Linked DNA regions of Ovis aries: region 2 is linked to region 1. A link is a contact called in public Hi-C data. All regions are on one chromosome and are shown on one strand. Each heading gives the region's core, a stretch centred on a gene start, on an enhancer-like site or on the middle of the called end of the contact. The rest is flanking DNA. Distances are from core to core; before and after follow the strand shown. Region 1 holds the start of BHLHE40 (basic helix-loop-helix family member e40). Region 2 overlaps ITPR1 (inositol 1,4,5-trisphosphate receptor type 1).

Region 1 (4,758 bases), core at 729-3,228:
GATCTGGAGCCGCTTGGAGGAGGCCCTTCTGCCCCAGGCTCCGGGCGATGGGTTAACGTCTCCCCTCTCCTCCTCTGCCCAGATATTGTGGTTCACATTAAATTTTTAAAAATAATTTTTTTTAATACCAAAAAAATTTTTTTAAGCCCACACTTTCTATCTTATCTTCTCCCTTCTCTTCACCAGCAGCACCGATACAATTTTCCCAGTACTGCCTTCCCCTCATTTCCCAGGGTAAGCCCTCCTCAGAGGTTCCTGTGAATTCAAGAGCAGCATCTGTGTTCCATTCACCTACAGTGTATCTGGCAGCGTATCTAAGCACAACGCCGGGCACAGGGTAGGGGGCTCAACCAACACTTGTCGAGTGAATGAACGCTAAGACGTCAGCGTGATGGGCAGTTTTTCCAAGTCTCTCTTTTCCATCCTGCCCCGGCTGCAGACCGCACACTGCGCCGCAGAAGTCCCCGGCAGGGGGAGATGGACGACCCCGACCCCCGGGAGCTCCTGTGCTCGGGGGTCTTGGTCCCCGGCCAGGGCAGAAGGGCGCTCTGTCAGGAGCTCTGCGGCCCAAGCCCAGGCCAGGTGAAGTGTCACGCCCCGCGCTGCCGCAGGGCAAGCGCCGCTGCCGCGGTTGTGTAACGTTGCAGCCCAAGGGGAGGGGACCCGGGCGCCTCTGCTCCAGTGGGGGCAGAGGAGGGAGGAAACGCAGGGCACCGCGCCCGGTCTCTTTCTGTGCTTGATCAGCCTAAGTGTGGGCCGGGGAGGGGGGTGGGGGCACTGGGGCACCCTGGGGGGTGCGCAAGTGAGTGTCCGCCGGCACGCAGACTGCGCCCCGGGAGCACAGCTCCAAAGGAGCCAGGGACCGCGGCGCACAGCCTAGCGGGTCAGGTGCGCGCAGCGTGCTCCGCGGCGGCCTCGCCTGCCCCTGCGCTTGGCTGCCAGCCCGCTTCCCATGGGGTGACATCCGCCCCGCCCTCCTCGGCCCCTCCCCACGGCGGGCGATTCCTGGACTCGGGGCCGAGGGGTGGGGGCAGGGAAGCCGGCGCGGAAAGAAACCCCAGCCTCTGGGGAAGGCAGGGGGGCCGGGCGACTCCCTCTGCTGCGCGCTGGTTCCTCCGAGCGGGCGCGCGGGGGGAGGAGGAGGAAGAGGGTTGGGCTGGAGCGAGCGAGGGGATATTCCTCTCCCGGCTTGAGTCAGACGCGGGCGGATCCGTCCTCCCCCGTTCCCTCCCAGGAGACGGGAACTTACTTCATTTCCCTGGGGCAGGTTCGCCCACGTTACCAACCTCCCCCCACCACCTCCCCGGCTCCCTAGCCCCTTCCAGCTTCCGCGCCCCTCGCCCAGCTAGGCAGGACCCAGACTGCCCTGCCAACCCCCTCTTCGGGGAAAGGCAGCCGCAGACACCTGGGGGCCGGGGCTGGGGGGTGGGGGCTCCCTCGCAGCCGCGGGAGCGTTGTCCAACACGTGAGACTCATGTGATGAAGCCGGGGGAGGGCGGGCAGGTCGCTCCTTCCCTCCCCGGCAGCGGCCAGACGTGCCTGGAGTCACAGGGTAGAACACGTAGCTCCAACCCACCCACTCGCTCCCATTTAACCCAGCCCGCAGCCTCTCCATTACTCCTCGGCTCTCCCCCACCATCCCCCCCCCCACTCCGCCCTAACCGCACCCCCCCTCCCTCCCGCCTCCCCGCCCGCCCCACTTCTCATTCACTTGGCTCGCACCGTGCAGACGGCACTGGGAGCACACACCGCCAGTCTGTGCGCAGAGCCGGAGCCAGAGGCCGCGGGTACACCATGCACGCCCCCAACTGAAGCAGCACCTCAAAGCCGCAGCTCTTCGCAGCCCAGCGGATTTCAGAGAGCTCTGACTCAGTGGAAGCCCTGCGGAGAGACCCCCGAAACCTCCTCCACGACAGTCCTCACCCGACGCTCCGCCACTGCAGACAGGAGCGCAGAGTGGCCCCGGCTCGCAGCGCAATGGAGCGGATCCCCAGCGCGCAACCGCCCCCCACTTGCCTGCCCAAAGCGCCAGGACTGGAGCCCGGAGACCTACCAGGGTAAGTTGGCACCCCTGGCCCCTTCAAGCCTCAACTCCAGTCCTGCCTTCTACGCGGCTTTCAACTCCAAGTAGTTCTGGGTGCATCCGGGGGTTCTTGCCAGTCAGGGCTCCTGCAACCGATGCGCAAGTCATGACCCTTCCTCGTCCCTCTCCCTGCAGGATGGATTTTGCCCATATGTACCAAGTGTACAAGTCGAGGCGGGGAATAAAGCGGAGCGAGGACAGCAAGGTAAGAGCACCGCGCCCCTGTGGACCCCAGGCCCTCGCACGCGCTGAGTTTCCAATAAAAGTTTTCTCACTTTAACGTTGGAGGGAGGTATGCAAGGTGTGGGCCCTGTGCCTCTACTGAGTGGCTTGGAGAAGAAGGGGCAGATAGGGTTCTGGGTGTGACTCTGCTCCACTGCCGAGACTCTTCTGCCGCGGGGTGGGAAAGGAGAAGCGCTTCTCACCTCCTTCCTCCCGCGCCCACCATCTCTCCGTGCGCTTTGCAGGAAACCTACAAACTGCCGCACCGGCTCATCGAGAAAAAGAGACGTGACCGGATTAACGAGTGCATCGCCCAGCTGAAGGATCTCCTCCCCGAACATCTCAAACTTACAGTAAGTGAGAAGCTGGCCCCTCTCCAAACCAGCTCCTCTGCCCAGAGGGCGGGCGAGGGTCACCCGCCGCCTGCAGGCTCCGCCAGGAACTGCAGACCAGATGGCTGGATCCTAGCTAGTGGCTGGCTCTGTTTGGGGGTACCCTTCTCCAGTCTCAGAATTTTCTGGCAACCTCGTGCAAATAAGATAAGAATCATTTGTACTTGTCCAGCTTGGCACCAACACCAGCCGGCCTTCCTTTGCTAGAGTTTAAGGTGATTCTCCGGGTTCTCCTTTTCTCACATTGAGCAAATCCAGCAACCCACTTTTTTTTTTTACCCCCTTCCCCACATCCCTTTTTAAAATAAGAGGACTTGTTTTGATGTGTCTTTTTTTTTTTTTTTTTTACGTCCTGTCCTTTCTTGGCGATTGTCAATAGCTTACTAGATTGGCAACCTTTGGTTGGGGAAAGAAGAGAAAAATAGTATTTAGGAGAAAATAGTATTTAGGAAGGAACAAAAAAGCGTAGATGAGCTAGAAGTTATGACAGGGTGTCAGGAAAGAAACTAGGGAAAGCCTCTTGGCTGCCAGACACAGTAGAAGTCTCTACTAGGGTTGACACCACTGCAGAGAAATGTTATCTCTGGATTCCCCTGAGTTAAGGTCAGCAACGGCTGCTGGAAAAATTTATCTGTCAAAGCTTTCTCCTGAGCTAGCTGCTGCTTCCAAAATGCCTCCAAAGATGGGGTACACTTGTTTGCTGTCCTCTAATCAAAAATATATGCATATATACATATTTTTAAACATCATCTATAAACTTAAAACTTAATTTAGCCAACCAGGAACAGACCTTTTTATCCCCCTTTAGAGACATTCGGTGGTGGTGGTTTAGTCGCTTAGTGGTGTCTGACTCTTGCGACCCCATGAAGTGTAGCCCAGGCGACTGATGAATCTCATGGCTAATTAGTATCCCAGAGGTGGGACTTCTCTGAGCTCACTGCTGACGGAGGCTCTTTTTATTCCAGACTTTGGGTCACTTGGAAAAAGCAGTGGTTCTTGAACTTACCTTGAAGCATGTGAAAGCATTAACAAACCTAATTGATCAACAACAGCAGAAAATCATTGCCCTGCAGAGCGGTCTGCAAGCTGGTGAGTACCATGTTTGGCTATCATCTCCTTAGAGTTCTAGCACAAATAGAGAGCCTGTAAGCTCAACATCTGGTGTAAGAAACATTCCCGCAACAAATTGCTTATGCATGTTAGTTGGGGGAGATGCTGTTTTATCTTTCCTAAAAGGTCAGACTTTTCATTTGGAATGCTGCTGTGTGCCACCTGGCATGAATACATATTAGTCAAATGGTAAAATATTTCTGTGGCATTTTGGCTTAAGAGTTTCTGGGGTTCTGGGAGTCCCCTCCACTTTGAAAATGCCAAGGCACCTATAATTTGCATCGTGGGTGTTTTACAGTTGTTTTCCTTAGCCCTGTTTCATTGGAGAATAAATCATGGGTATGCCCCAGTGTTTTAATGTTTCTCCACTTCCTTATCCCTCGGTGTGTGGTATGAGCCTGGCAAGATGACAGCAGTAGTTTTTCCTGCATTTCATGTGGTTCCCTGAATAGCCACTAGGTATCTCGGTGAATTACACAATCTAACGAAACCACTGAAGTTTCATCACCCATTTCTACGGACTTCCAGAGAATCACAGTCATCTAACCGTCTGGTCTCACCCATTCCAAATAATACTGTACAAACGAGGGAGAAATTCCTCTACCCACTCCCTCGTTCTTCTCTCCTCTCCTCTCCAAACCAGGACAATGAGGAAGTCGTTCTGCCAGTTGCCTCATTGAAAACAGAAAGATGGTCATACCTAACTTCCTGGGGATCATGGATACACTATATGAGAAAAACCTAGAAATAGCCTTTAAATATAGCAGCATGACTGCAACTTGTATAAGCCATTGAAAATAAGCGTACTTTAGGTGACGTGGTTCCTTCATTCTCATTTTTTGACTGGTCACTGTCCATCTCACTATGGTAAGATGATGTTCTGTAAATTGACTCTGGTTATGAGCACACTAGGATGATTATGGCTGTGTTACTTATAACGAAAACTCAAGA
Region 2 (5,376 bases), core at 357-2,856, 130 kb before region 1:
TTACTGTCTGAACCACCAAGGAAGAAGCCCCAGGGAAGTATGTGCTAGGTTCTTAAAACTACCAGGCACAACCTCTGCTTGAACAAAGATTTTGGCTGCTCACCTCAGTAGGGAGCTTCAAGATCAGGGACTGAGGGATGGTGATGTGATCGTTATTTTAGGAAGACAAACCTGGAGAATTAGAGTCGGACCACCACTGAGGTATCACGTGCTACCTATAGAAGAGGGAGGGAAGATGTGCCATTGGTTGGCTCATTTGCTATAACAAACGCAGATTTAGAAGCTTTCAAGAGAATGACTGAATAGCCAATAGATTGGAAATTCACAGGAAGCTGATTGGACACACAGGCATGAGGCTACACAACATACAGAGAAGATCATCTCAAATGTAAGTAGAAATTTATAGAAGACTTTCAGGAAAAACTTCAGTGGCCAACTTCAACCATGGAAAAATCTCAGCATCTTTAAATGGAAGCTATGAGTACCCATCAGTACAAGCTGAGCCCACCAAGATTCCTAAATCATTGAGAATGCGGAGTTTCTTAAATGTAGTGAGTTCTATTGGAGTCCTTCTCAAGGCTACCTGCCAAGGGACTAGTTTGGGGGTGAGAGTCTGGGCTGAGTATGTGAAGTATCAGTCAGTGACATGACCGACTGCATCACCATCTAGTTGTCAGTTTATTCCATGAGTCACAGGAGGTTCTCCTGCAGCTGAATCTGTGAAGTATAGTAGAGGATTGTGACACCTCCTGTGAAGATTTGTTGCTCATCTAAGGAGACTTTCGAGGCTAGCAGAATACCCCTAGTTCAACTCTTCATAAGGGGCTTTGTAAAGAGTTACCTTTTGGAAATACTCCTTGTAAATCTTCTCTCCTAAAATACAACTGAAGGCATTTCATAAAAGTCTCAACATAGTATTTTGATATGAAAGGAAAACTGCTGTTTCAAATAAGGCAAAATAACTACTTTAAATTGAACTGAGGTAACTTATTCTCGTTTTACTTTCTCTTGGGGTATTTTGTACCAAAAATTAGTCCAGGTGAAAACTGAGATTTAAGCATCTACAAAGTGACAGACACTATTAGAAAATTTACATACATCCTCTCTACGAGGTCAGAATTATTACCCTCATTATGTGAATGAAGAAACAGACTTTGAAAAGTTACAACATAAAACCTTATGGAAATAGGTCTGATTCCAGTGCCCACATTCTTTATATTAATACTACTAAACCCTAATTCCTCTCTGACTTTAGGAAGCCAAAAATGTAGAAGCAGGATCTAAGCCCACTTAGATAGAGATAACAATTTTATCAGATATTTCATATAGCTTTTTTACCTTAACTGACCTAAATGCCCAGCATCAAATCCAGAGTTGGGATAACTGGGTTAAGAAAAATGGAAATGCAGGGAGTTAATTATGCCCTGAAATAGGCAGAACTGAGCTAGATACCTGTCAATATGAGAACTGGTTTAGTTCAGCAGCCAAATAAAAGGTCCTAACTTCCTGTTTGCAGTTTTGAAAACACAGTTTCATTTGAGCAGCCTTAAGAAGCGTTCTTTCCTGACCTTAGTGTGTGTAGAGGGGTGAGGACTGGTCACCACTGAGTGCCAGGCCATGATTTATGTCATTCAGTCACCCTGGACCTGAGCTGCTAAGGACATTCTCATCTCCCTAGAAATGCTGTGTGATTGTTTTTTCTCTCTCTCAAAACTATCCAAGAACACCTGGAGAATAACCGAGACACCCGGAAGACAATGGACTTAATCTCTCTCAAACTTAGAGTTCTAAACACATTAGACAGTTTGAGTGTTTAGTGTGTTGCAACTCTTGTACAAAGCTATTATTTGGACATAGATTTGGGAAACAAGAATCTTGTGCTTTAACTGCTTTTTGTTCCTTTATGAAACAAGTAGCAAGCAGAATTTCTGAATGTCACATTGCATGACTAGGGCACAGAATTCCCCATTCTGCTCAGGTAGATGTCCTTTTTGAAGTTGTGTGTTTGATATACTAATTGGTATGCTATTTGTAGAAAGTGGGTTTCAGTATAAACCATAACCACAGAGGTAAGTCTATGGTTGAGTATACGATTTGACGTACAGGAAGTGTCTGGGTCTAATGATGAAACTTTTTAACTTTCCAGATGACAGAACAAAGGAAGCAGAAACAAAGAATTGGTCTTCTAGGACATCCTCCTCACATGAATGTCAACCCACAGCAACCAGCATAAGCAAATGAACTAAAGGCGTCGTATTTACCTTTTTAAATTATTTTTAGTGTGGGTCTGGCTAATTAGTTCTGATTCACCCAGAGAGGTTACATTTATGCTTAGTATATTTGTAAATACTCAGTTTTATACTGTATGTATATGATTGCTACTCTCCAGGTTTGGATATATGTATTGTAATTAGAATTGTTGGCAGGGTGAAATTTCATTTGTGCCAAAAAAAGTATTTAAAATGCCTTTTTGGGAAGGACTAAAGAAAGCACCTGACTTGCACTTGAACCACATGATAGATTTAAAAGTATATGACATGTATTTTGTATTTAAATCTAGAATAACCAGTATTTATGTTTTTTATAAAACTGTGCAATACCAATTATGCAATCACCATAAATCTATAACTCCTGTGTATCCTAAGGGGAGTGCACATCTTTGAAGCTGGTGTGTTAATAGTATGTAACAAATGGTTAAATGATGCTGCTGCCAAAATCATATTACTAGTGAGTTTCAGGCCCCCAGGCGTTTTGTACCTTATAATTACCCTGTGGTGATAGTACTTCTCGTTGCTAGTGGCACCAGTGCCTCTGTCTCCTAGTGACAGTGCTCCGAGACTCGGAACTGTCAGGTCAGCATTCATTTTAAGAAAAGCAACTTTAGTTTCAAAGATACTTTTAGGCTTCTGAATTGATCATTTAAACTATCTATGTCTTTTAAGTAAGAGCGGTAAATTAGAGGCTCAGACTTTAGTTTGCCAAGTTAGTGAATTTTTTAAAGGGAAATTTCTAAGCTCACGTTTGGGGTAAATGCATTATGCTAGCCCATCAATGTCATCTCCAAGGTGAATTTTGATGTCACTTTATAAAGAAATGGATAATTGATGGTCTCTAGATCTAGTCCAAACAGAGTTGATTTTTTCCATCGGAACCAACATGCTACAGTAGCTAAGACGTATTAAACTATAGCCATCCAGATAGAGATGAAATATGATCTATCCCATTAGAACTCATAGTTTGAACACTGACATGTTATTCTTGTGAACGAGCCACATTTGAGTTTTTTTCTTTGTCACATGATTTCTTTGCTTGATGGATGAAAAGTATGAGAGGAAACTTTTATATCTGTTGCCTAGTTTTGTACATGGATCTCATTTTACAAGAGACTCTACCAAAAAAAGTTTAAAAATGTATTGAAAGCAGAGTTCTGAAATGAGTAAAGTTTGTAAATGCATATATAAAAATATTTAATAAATGATGCAGAATAAAATACTGTGACTGAGTGATGGCTTTCATTTAGACGTTTCTTTCCGTCATCACAGCTGTTCCAGTTATACATTTTCTTTAGGACCAACTTAAAAGTATAAATGGTTTACTTACCAGGTTGATTCTGAAAGTGCTTACCTGAGGAATGAGAACTCTGAGAGCTCCTGAACAAAATACAGGGGAGGGTTTAGTCCAGTGGCCAGTGGTTCTTCTCGATGGGTGACTGCCAAGCAGACTGTCGGGGTAACGTGGGCACACACGGTCGAGTCCAGAATGCCGGTTCAGGCTCTCGCTCCTGCACTTTCCCTGGGGGACCTGGAACTTGTCATCTGCAATGCAAAGAAGCACCGAGTGGTGAAGTCGACTTTCCTTCGATGGTCAGAGGCCTTCATGCCAGCTGGAAATGTTTGACAAATCTAACTCATCTATCCAAAGGCAGGGAAAGCTGTGCCCTCCTTAGAGCACTGCCTGCCCTGGTTGCTCTTGTAACGTTGATTTTCTCTGTGCTTTGCCAAATAAGAATAATTACCATCCAATGTCAGAAACTAGGTTGGGATTGAACTCCACTTAAATGACTAGTTTCAGAACCAATGCTTCTGCGTTATAAATTTGGTAACTTTAAAAACAAGTGAATCATTCTCCAGTCAATACAGCATATCTCCATAGAATTTTTCCATAATAAAACCAATCCAAGATAGATACGTACTTGTATCTATGAACAAACCACCAGCCCTCCATGCCAAACCCTGCCACATGAGCCCCAGCCCACGAAGACTTGCTCCCCTCGTCTTTCCCTTTGCTCTCCCGAGCTGCCCAGCCCGGCGAGGCGGTGTGTGTGGTTTGTCTCCCACCTCACTCACTGCCAAGTCTGCTTTGACATGTTCAGGTGGGGCCTTTACAGGTTTGTCCTGTTTCATTTGATTCCTGTCACTTAAGATACAGATCTTCATTCGGTTCACCAGCTTCAGCAGAAAATAAACGGAATTCTTCTCCACCCCACATGCAGCAGATTCTACCAGTGGAGTTTGGGTGTGAACACAAAGCTGGTACAACTGAAACAAAATTTGAAATTATAGCTCCTGTGGCCTTTGATGGATAATTGTGATTTCACCTTTCTCCAGACTTGGCTTTTTCAACACTTTCATTTCAAGGTCCAAGTTGCCTTTAAAGTTACTCAGTAGCATGGAAACTTACATTGCCATATGTAAAACAGCCAATGGGAATTTGCTGTATGATGCGGGAAAATCAAACAGGGGCTCTGTGACATCTAGAGGAGTGGGATGGAGAGGGAGATGGGAGGGAGTTTCAAATGGGAGAGGATATATGTATACGTATGGCTGATGCATGTTGAGGTTTGACAGAAAACAACAAAATTCTGTAAAGCAATTATTCTTCAATTAAAAAAAAAGTTACTCAGGTGAAGAATCAGTGCTACTGGACTAACAAATGTTTTAGCACAATGCTTACAAGCAGGACAGTCTTTTTGGCTCTGATAATTTAATTTTAAAAAAGTTTGCTGTAGCACCAACTAAGATTTGAAGATTTTGCCAATTTCCTCAATTAAACCATTTGTTATGTCAAAGGGTCTGGGAAGCTCCATTCCACTTTTCTAATGTTTATATTATCTTTCCCATTTCTACTTATGTCCCTAAAATTCTGTAGTGATAAACCTTGTTTCCTCCTACATATAAAGCTTCCATTCTTCTGAGTCCTAAAGCTTTACTTGATATTCCACCCAGTACAACTGTTCTTAGAACTGTGTGCCTCTACTCACACACACATACAAAATACAACTCTTTATTTTGTTTTTAAAAAATACGATTCAATTTACCTGTTTTTCTTCAATTGGTTTCATTTGGTTCTACTTTCTGAAAACGAATTGCTTGATTT

The links. Hi-C and Micro-C count contacts between places; a contact is called where the count stands out from the background.
Region 2: a contact with region 1 is called in a Hi-C map of blood, with 2.0 times the contacts expected there. The contact joins the enhancer-like site here to the promoter of BHLHE40 in region 1.

Annotation. Positions count from the first base shown.
Region 1 is chr19:21,381,421-21,386,178 of ARS-UI_Ramb_v3.0, reverse strand. It overlaps BHLHE40 (basic helix-loop-helix family member e40), which reads left to right and starts at 1,978. Exons shown (of 5, transcript NM_001129741.1): 1 at 1,978-2,057; 2 at 2,219-2,288; 3 at 2,551-2,658; 4 at 3,663-3,786. The coding sequence starts at 1,978. LOC105603426 (a long non-coding RNA gene) reads right to left here and starts at 2,624. Exons shown (of 7, transcript XR_006057022.2): 1 at 2,054-2,624.
Region 2 is chr19:21,509,766-21,515,141 of ARS-UI_Ramb_v3.0, reverse strand. It overlaps ITPR1 (inositol 1,4,5-trisphosphate receptor type 1), which reads left to right. Exons shown (of 57, transcript XM_060402187.1): 57 at 2,147-3,490. The coding sequence ends at 2,233. It overlaps LOC105603426 (a long non-coding RNA gene), which reads right to left. Exons shown (of 7, transcript XR_006057022.2): 2 at 3,625-3,815. Among named protein-coding and RNA genes, the nearest start is that of BHLHE40, 130 kb to the right of the region's middle. Within about 2 kb of position 1,606, at least 10 of the 54 cell types and tissues checked have an H3K27ac peak or open chromatin away from gene starts, as enhancers often do.